Regions from separate parts of the Zea mays genome. Here region 2 is linked to region 1. Evidence: chromatin contacts called from public Hi-C data. All regions are on one chromosome and are shown on one strand. Each heading gives the region's core, a stretch centred on a gene start, on an enhancer-like site or on the middle of the called end of the contact. The rest is flanking DNA. Distances are from core to core; before and after follow the strand shown.

Evidence for each region. A called contact is a pair of places that touch in the nucleus more often than the background predicts.
Region 2: a contact with region 1 is called in a Hi-C map of bundle sheath, with 2.1 times the contacts expected there. The contact joins the promoter of LOC542722 here to the promoter of LOC542127 in region 1. A contact is called at or near these places in 6 of 25 Hi-C or Micro-C datasets (bundle sheath, ear, endosperm and 2 more).

Annotation. Positions count from the first base shown.
Region 1 is chr1:60,114,845-60,119,069 of Zm-B73-REFERENCE-NAM-5.0, forward strand. LOC542127 (UDP-glucose-4-epimerase) reads left to right here and starts at 1,705. Exons shown (of 9, transcript NM_001111759.2): 1 at 1,705-2,060; 2 at 2,993-3,042; 3 at 4,062-4,197. The coding sequence starts at 1,866.
Region 2 is chr1:60,288,679-60,292,903 of Zm-B73-REFERENCE-NAM-5.0, forward strand. LOC542722 (superoxide dismutase 4) reads left to right here and starts at 2,358. Exons shown (of 8, transcript NM_001112234.2): 1 at 2,358-2,571; 2 at 3,992-4,079; 3 at 4,174-4,225. The coding sequence starts at 4,004.

The DNA.
Region 1 (4,225 bases), core at 455-2,954:
TAGAGGGGGCTGGACTCGTTACCAACAAAATTCCGAGTGTATCCCGAGATTCTCGCCAACAAACGTAGCAAGAAACTCGGAACCCTAATCTATTCTGCTCTTGCGCGGACCGTTCGGCCCACAGACACGGACCGTCCGAACCGCGGACCGTCCGGCCTCTCAATTTGACGCGTTAAATAAGAGTTACGTGGAGTGAATTTATATGTATTTGTTGCCTATGGAAATAAAATCTCCATAATAACGTGAGTTATTCATGTGTGCCGTAGGTCAGGGGCGGATGCAAGGGGTGGGCAAGGTGGGCCACGGCCCCACCTCAATTTTTTTAACCCCTTATACCTAGGTTTAGGTACACAGCAAAATAAACAAACTTTTGTATAGTTAGCGTGGACAAATCTAATAAAAACTAAGATTTTGATCTATTTTTTTCTCGACGTTTCACTGCTCAGTCCACTCTTCACTGAGCCATTTGATTCTCTTCCCTAGCGCAAGCCCACTCGTGACTCACTCACTTATTCGGTCATCGACTGACCAGTAAGTCAGTGACCTAACCCGCACGCTGCAGCTCACCTTGCGTTCTCATCACCCATCAGCTCGTCGACTCATCGGGATCCTGCACACAACATTGATATTTTGCCTCCTAGTCCGCATCAGCAGATGGGCAAGCTGTTGGTGGGATCATGGCGTCACCTGTCTCTCGCTAACTCATTAGGGTCTCTGCGCGCCGTCGCAACACGACAATGGCTGTCGCTTGCCGTCACCGTCATCTATCGCTACCTCGCCTCCTGCACTCGCTCCTCGCACCTGTCGTCGTCTCACCAACGCCATCTCACGACAAATTTGATGACTCTCCAGAACGACGCGCCGATGCGGCTGCTCTGCCTTAGTGCCTCGTCCTCAGTCAGTCCACCTATTTTCTCTCTTTAGCTCTACTTTAGGTAGCCAAAAATGTTTTTGGTATTCATATCATTTTTGGAAACACTAGATATTATTATTTAGCATTCATGTTATTATCATTAATCTATAATTATGGTCTAGTATGATAATTTGTCTCATGCACTGTCGGCCCCACATAGAATTTTGTTCTGCGTCCGCCACTGCCGTAGGTAGCAATTATGTACTCCGTCGATTAAAGACAAAAGCACATCTGACCACGCCTCAAAAGGTCAAATTGATTTAGGTCTAACTAGATTTATAAAAGAAAAAAAAATAGTATCCATATCTTTAAGTAAATTTAGCCTAAAGAACATATGCTGTAATTAATTTAATAATATTTATTTAGTACTATAAGCATCACTAGTTTGTTAATATATTTGATTAAATTTAAAATAAACCGATTGTCTAAGATGCTAGACGTGCACTTAGAGGAAGAAATTGAATGGAAGCAAATCGCGTTTACGTTGGATTATGGTTATGAGTTGCTTGGATTTGATATGGTTGACTTGATGCGGAATCGTGGATGGATGTACTGTACTGTACACCTGGACGGGCGAGAGCGGGGTGGCGTGGCAGCGCGCATCATTCATAGGGAATCACGAGCGAGGCGGAGAAAAATCTGCGCGGTTTCGTAAGGGACGTGGCGTGGCTGACTCCCGAATCCTCGCGCGCGCCCGGCCCTCGGCTGGCCCAGGCGCAGGCGCAGGCCCTCGAGGCCCGGGGCCGGGGCGAGCGGCTATATAAGAAATGGGGGAAGCGCCGGAGCGGTTTGCGAAACAGAAGCACGGCAATCTCGATCTCGTTCGTTCCCCTGAGCGGCAGTCAGTGCGAGCGAGCGCGCACACAGACAACTCATCCTCTCCCCTCTCTCTCTCACACACACACATCCATCATCCCATCCCTGTGACGGGCGATCCGAGGGCCTACCGACGATGGTGTCCGCCGTGCTCCGGACCATCCTCGTGACGGGCGGCGCCGGGTACATCGGCAGCCACACGGTGCTGCAGCTGCTGCAGCAGGGCTTCCGCGTCGTCGTCGTCGACAACCTCGACAACGCCTCCGAGGCCGCCCTCGCCCGCGTCGCCGAGCTCGCCGGGCACGACGGCGCCAACCTCGTCTTCCACAAGGTGCGCGGCCCTACGCGTGATTGCTTCCTACCCCTGCCCCAGTGCTAGTTCCGTTTCTACTTTCTAGTCAGGCTTTTTTCCCCCTGTTTTCCTCCTCGGTAGAAAATGTTTGGGTTTGATTCTAGTGATGGAATTTTATGTGGTATGTTTGATCCTACTTACTTCTCCACGAACTGCTGCTAGTAACGGAGTTCTCCAGCCTTACTAATTTTTTTTGTTCCGTTTCCATTCATTCATTATTTGATTTCGTAGCAAAATCTCAGCGAATCAACAATCAATGCGAAAAAAAAATATAGGGGCAGATATTGATTTGTGGGGAAGGTTTCTCTCCTGCTTTGGATGAGATGTCCCAGGCCAGGCCTTCCCATGGCGGTTAAGGACCATTTTGCTGTATCACCAGCAGTTCCTAGCTCTATCGAGACTCGTTTCCTTGGGTTTCCATCGCGAAAGCCGCGGGCGCCGCCCGGGTCTTCGCTGGCGTGCCCTCTAGTCTAGTGGATGGAAACTGGAAATGGGTAACACCACCCACATACACGCCACGCGTTGCTTTCTTGTTTCCCTTCTCTCCTGTATCTATCCTTCCGCCTTCCTTCCACATACAAATACCTTTCTTCTTTCTTCTACACTAATAAATAAGTAAATACACCATGGAACGCGTCGTCGTGCCGGCCTCGCCTCGTTATGCTCTGCCGCCTCCTCTGCCTCTGCCTCTGCCCAGATCCACAGGTCGGGTCAACCATTAGCCTACTCGCAGCCCGTGCGCGCAGCCAAACCTGAATCGAAGCTGACCTGCCTAACTCCAATCGTCCATTTCCGTCCCACTCATTCCGTCGTCGAATGCCGCTTCATTAGCGCCTAACTATATCCACCTCCACGCCCGCAATTTTTTTTATATATATTTCTAATCAATACTGCTACCTCGGCCTCTGCAGGTTGACCTTCGCGACAGGCACGCGTTGGTGGACATCTTCTCGTCGCACAGGTAACCGACAACGCCCAATTCCCAAGAGATGGAACCAATCGCATTGTTTGCCAATTGCCATAGTACATTTGTATGGGTGGCCTCTAAGGGCATGTACAGTGGTGTTTAATGTGGAGGCTCTTAAGGTGTTTAAGGGGGTTATTTGCAAAAAAATCTTAGAGCCGTCTCTCCGTGAAGAGACGCCTCTGGCTCGTAAACCAAGTAGCAACAGACGCCTCACTTCCCACTGTACGAATTTGTCGTCTGTTCTATCGATCTGATGCTATACAAATACATTTAATTCTGTATTTATTAATAGACTACGTTTGTAGACACTTCATTGTACAATACAGTCTCTTAGTTGTCTCCTGTGCTTAAAGAACCGTTTTGGTGTCTCTCCACTGTACATGCCCTAAGGTGTTCCAGCGGCATTCTACGCGACTACTACTACTACAGCTGCGAGTCCAGTCGTGGCCGCCGACGATTGCCACTAATGATTCGCAGTAGCATGGCATTATTTTATCTATCTATTCGAAGCAGATGCCGCCTCTGCTGTTTGGTTCATTACATACTATTATTATTACCTGTACACCTGCCAATCAAATTAACTGTCGCCGTACCTGCCTGCCGAATCTGCCGCTCAGCTCTGCTTGCATTTCCAGAGGTGTCAAATGATTGGATTCAGTTCAATTGACCTGAATCGATTCCTGGCGAGCTGGTGCTGGAATCTGCCCGTCTTCTTTATTCAGTTTAACTGACTCGAATTATTCCCGAGTTAGTTTTAAAAATCGCCGAACCTGCCGCCCGCTTAGAAAGCGAACTGTTTCCACTTTCCAGTGCTTGTGCCGCATGCACGTATATCTTCATTATTCACAGCAAACCACAGCTCACCTTAGCTCGGCCGTGGTGTTCGCTTTTCTCGGTCGGCAGGCACAGCTGTTGTTGATGCCTAAAAATATATTTTTTTGGACAGTTTCCCCTTCGCTCCTGAGTGACTGACTGCTAACACACGGCCACTTCGAAAAAACTTGTCGATGCAGGTTCGAGGCTGTCATTCACTTTGCTGGGCTCAAGGCTGTTGGGGAGAGCGTGCACAAGCCCCTACTTTACTACGACAACAACCTGGTCGGCACCATCACCCTCCTGGAGGTGATGGCTGCGAACGGCTGCAAGAAGGTAAACGCACTCTCGCCTCTTTGTTTCG
Region 2 (4,225 bases), core at 1,108-3,607, 170 kb after region 1:
CGGCTTTGTTAAATTATCAATTGTCTCCTCAGTGCGGACATGCTCGATATATATACATCTTTTCATCTCTAATGTACTCCCGAATAATCTGAAATCATCTCGATCGCATCTATATGTTTGCTTTGATCAACAATGGAGTTGTGTGTTGCTCGCTTTTTTTAGCTTTACAAGCAATTGCGCTAACTATACAGTATACACCTTGATAGACCGTCATCGCCACTGCAATAAACTTCACTTCACACGACGATAACGCGGCCACCTTTTGCTCTAGAAATGTTAAGTCACATGACATGAGCCAAGGAAGAACAATAATACACCATTGTTGTTCTTCCTTGTATCGACATCGTCGCCCATAGTGGTATTGAAAGTCGCATAAAAGAGGTAAATAGACAAAACCTGAAAATTATAAACTTTGAACACAAACTTCACCCGAAGTTAGTGTTAGAACGAGTATAGTAAGAATCGAAGTGCGGAATAGTAGTTCTTCTTGCTATGTTGTTGAATCAATGCGGATAGCTTTGGGAGCCAACTCAAATCGATCGCAAGCAAAAGAACTAGAGAGGGGAGAGGGAATAAGCAAATCACAAAGATTGTGATCAGCACAGAAACATAGTGATTTGTTCCCCGATGTTCAACTCCAAAGAGTTTACGTCCTCGTTGAGGAGTCCACAAAGGACGAGTCTCTTTCAACCGTTTTCCTCTCTCACACGGTCACAAAGACTGGATGAGTGTTTCTCACTGTCACGAGGACACCAAGTCCCACAAGCACCTCCACACAAAGTATTCGAAGTCTCTCGCCTCGCTTTACAATCAAGAGAATAAGGAAGGGAGCGAGAGTGAAAATCTCGAATCAAGAACACAAGAACTCGCAACTATTTTTTACTCAAGCCGCTAAGTCTCTCAAATGCAATTCGGATCAAACACGACGCAGAATTAGCTCTGGATGATATTAGAGATTGCACTTAACGTGTAGTAGGTTTGAGTGAGTCTTGTATCTTCATTATCCTGGTTGGGATATTTATAGCCCTCAACTACCAAATGAATCATTGGAAAAAAATTGCCCAAAAGTTGTCTGCGCAGTGGTCCACCCGCCTGTGAACAGTGCTTGTCTAGTGCGCCACCGGACCATGAATAATATGACAGGTAGGTTAACGTTGAAGCCTGTCAGCTGATTGTTGGCTGTTGTCGGGTGGTCTGGTGAGCCACTTGTGTGCCGGCTCAAAAGTGCTAGTTTATATGCTCTCTGTGTAGACGGTCTGGTGTGCCAAGCCTCCGAAGCCTAAAAACACCCTTCCTGAGTAAGAGGTCTGGTGCGCCACTAGTACGCCAAAAAAGAGAAAACAAGACCAAACTTGGGTATTTCTTCTTTCATTTGACTTAGCTTTTCTCTTGGACACTTCCATGACTTAGACAAAACATATTTACAACCTATCCAACTAGTCTAAGTCACGAAATTTGAACTGATTTCTCTATCTTATATTCCTGTTTTGGCTCAAAATAACTCTAAAATAGTGTTTTGTTCAAATTGAGCTGACCAACCTCCTTGGATGTATCAATTAGGTCTCTATGAGTGTTTTGAACTTATCCAAAGTGTAGAACTAGGTGTAGTTCATCTTTTCCAAGGTTTATCCCTTTTTTAGTTGGTTTTGGGCTGATTTTGACTTAGAACTAAATTGAATGGACTTATGCGCTTGTGAGTCAAAGACTAGGCAAACTGATGATCCGAATTGGGAGCTAGTATATTATATTTTGCTCACATCTCTATTGTTGATGGAAGAGTTTAGGATTCGAATATGAGATGTGCAACAAACCTATCATTTCTATCTTTTTAGGACGGCAAAACTCTAAAGACATTTAGATATAATATCATTTGCAATGCACAAAAATATGTATACTGAACACTGTCGTTGTGTGTTACTCTTTCGCTTCTATTCATCTCTCTGTACTTCCCATATTTAAATGTTAAAAACTAAAATTATACTGAAATGAAAATTTGCAACGTGGTTGTTGATTCCAAAACCACGATCTTATCCACTCTCTAACAAGATACATATTTCTTTGTGTTTATACTATATGCTCTAGCATAAGAGCATAAATAAAAACAGTAGCGACGTACCGAAACATAACTAACAAAAAAATAAAATGAACAACATGAATGCATCGAATATATATCGTCCATGAGTGATTTATTTCAGTTTAGTAAAAAAAATATTTCTCACACTAAATATTCATGAGAGCCAGCAGCAACCGGATAAATTCAAAACTATAATATAAGAAAACTGTTGAAATAACTTTTACTTCGTATTCAACCAGTATTTCTGGGGATTGTGATAATGGTGTAATAGAGAGAACCTGCTGGTCGTCGAGGAAGCAACGCAACTTGACTGCTCTGTCCGGCTGCGCCTACAAATCCAGCACACAGGCGCGCACGGCGCATCCCGCTCCTCCACCTCGTCGCAGCCCCCAAGGCCCCAACTACCCCCAGTCTCGGAAGAGAACTATCCAGAAGCGCAAGACTCCAAAGCCGTCGCCTTCCTATCCATCCCTTCCTCGCCGCGGGGGTCGCCTGAGGTATGCTACCTACCAAAACCCTCACGGATCCCTGGCATTTCGATCGCCTCACTCTGTACCCCGGACGAGTTGCAGTTGGATCTCAGATCGGTGGTGCGGTTCCACTTCTAATTTGTTTCCCCCCTTTCCGCTTCCGTTAGCTTCCGATTGATCGTTGAGTCAGATCTTACATCCTATATATGAGCCCATCTGGGCGTCACAAGTAGTGGGACTCGATTTGCTTCGTTCCATCGGATTAAGCACTTTGAGAGCGCTAGATACGTGTCATGTTAGTTCCTTTGTTTAGTCTTGTTGCTTGTTCTGGGATGAATGGTCGTGTGTATATCTTTGTGCTACTCGTGGTGGACTGGTAGTGTCTCCTGTTGCTACGTAGACTGTTGTGGAAGTGTCAGCTATATTATTTTTTCGGTTTTCTGTTGTTTTTAGCTTTGATGAACCGGATCACCATTAAACCTTCAGCTTCACCCTGACCAAGAATACCTGATGAAAGAATGATATTTCAAAGGCCGTACCGTACTGGTATCGCTATTTGTGCCAAGAAAAAGCGTGACTGAATCATGCGGTTTAACTTCTAGAAGTTCAGATGTCATAGAATCATGATTTCTTCCTGTTGAGATTAGCTATTTGGAGCACGTTTGATCAGCTAAGTTTAGGTATCCATATCATGTTATGGTTTGTCAGGGGATGTGTAGGATGACTACTAGCAAGGTGGCCAGTAGAAATCACTTCTACCTTCATGATTAAAATTTTGAAGTTCTGTTTCGAGAATCTAAGTTGTGTGTATTATGTGTTCCCAATTGTGTGGTGTGATTCTCCTAGACTCAATTCTTCATGTGTGAAAGGTCATACAGTTTTTGGTTATCTTGAATGAGTGTACATGCCTGGTCTCTATTACGTGGAGAACCAGAAACAGTCACTTGCAACATAGTGAGTGTCATATTTCCTCTTGATTCACTTTTGATATCTTGACGATGTCACAAATGAAGGCATAGCTCATGTATTTTGCTCAAAATGTTCCATCTTCCACTTACGATGAGATTATGTAGATGCTATATATCTAGGGGTTAACATCTACTCCCTTCATTCCAAATTATAACACATTCCAACTTTCTTGGAGAGTCAAGGCATATCAAGCTTGATTAAAATTATAGAGTATTACAAAGATTTGTGACATTAAATAGGTATACTATGAAAATATACTTCATGAATAATCTAATGATACTTATTTGGTCACATAAATGTTATTTTTTATTATAAAAATTTGGTCAAACTTGAGATGCTTTGACTCTCCAATAAAGTTGGAATGACTTATAATTTGAGGAGGTACTAAAATGTACTGACATATCTTACTGCTCGCTTTTAGTTTGTGCTACTTTTACCCATACTGAAATGGCCCTGTTACTTGTGGACTTGTTTGCAGATCACATAAACAATGGTGAAGGCTGTTGCTGTGCTTGGTAGCAGCGATGGTGTCAAGGGCACCATCTTCTTCACCCAAGAGGGAGATGGTAAGACATTTCATATTCTATGATCTAGTATTTTATATTCGATTGAATTGTCGTCTTCGCATTCTTGACTCTGGTTGGTTGGATCTATTGTTAGGCCCTACCACTGTCACCGGAAGTGTCTCTGGCCTCAAGCCTGGCCTCCATGG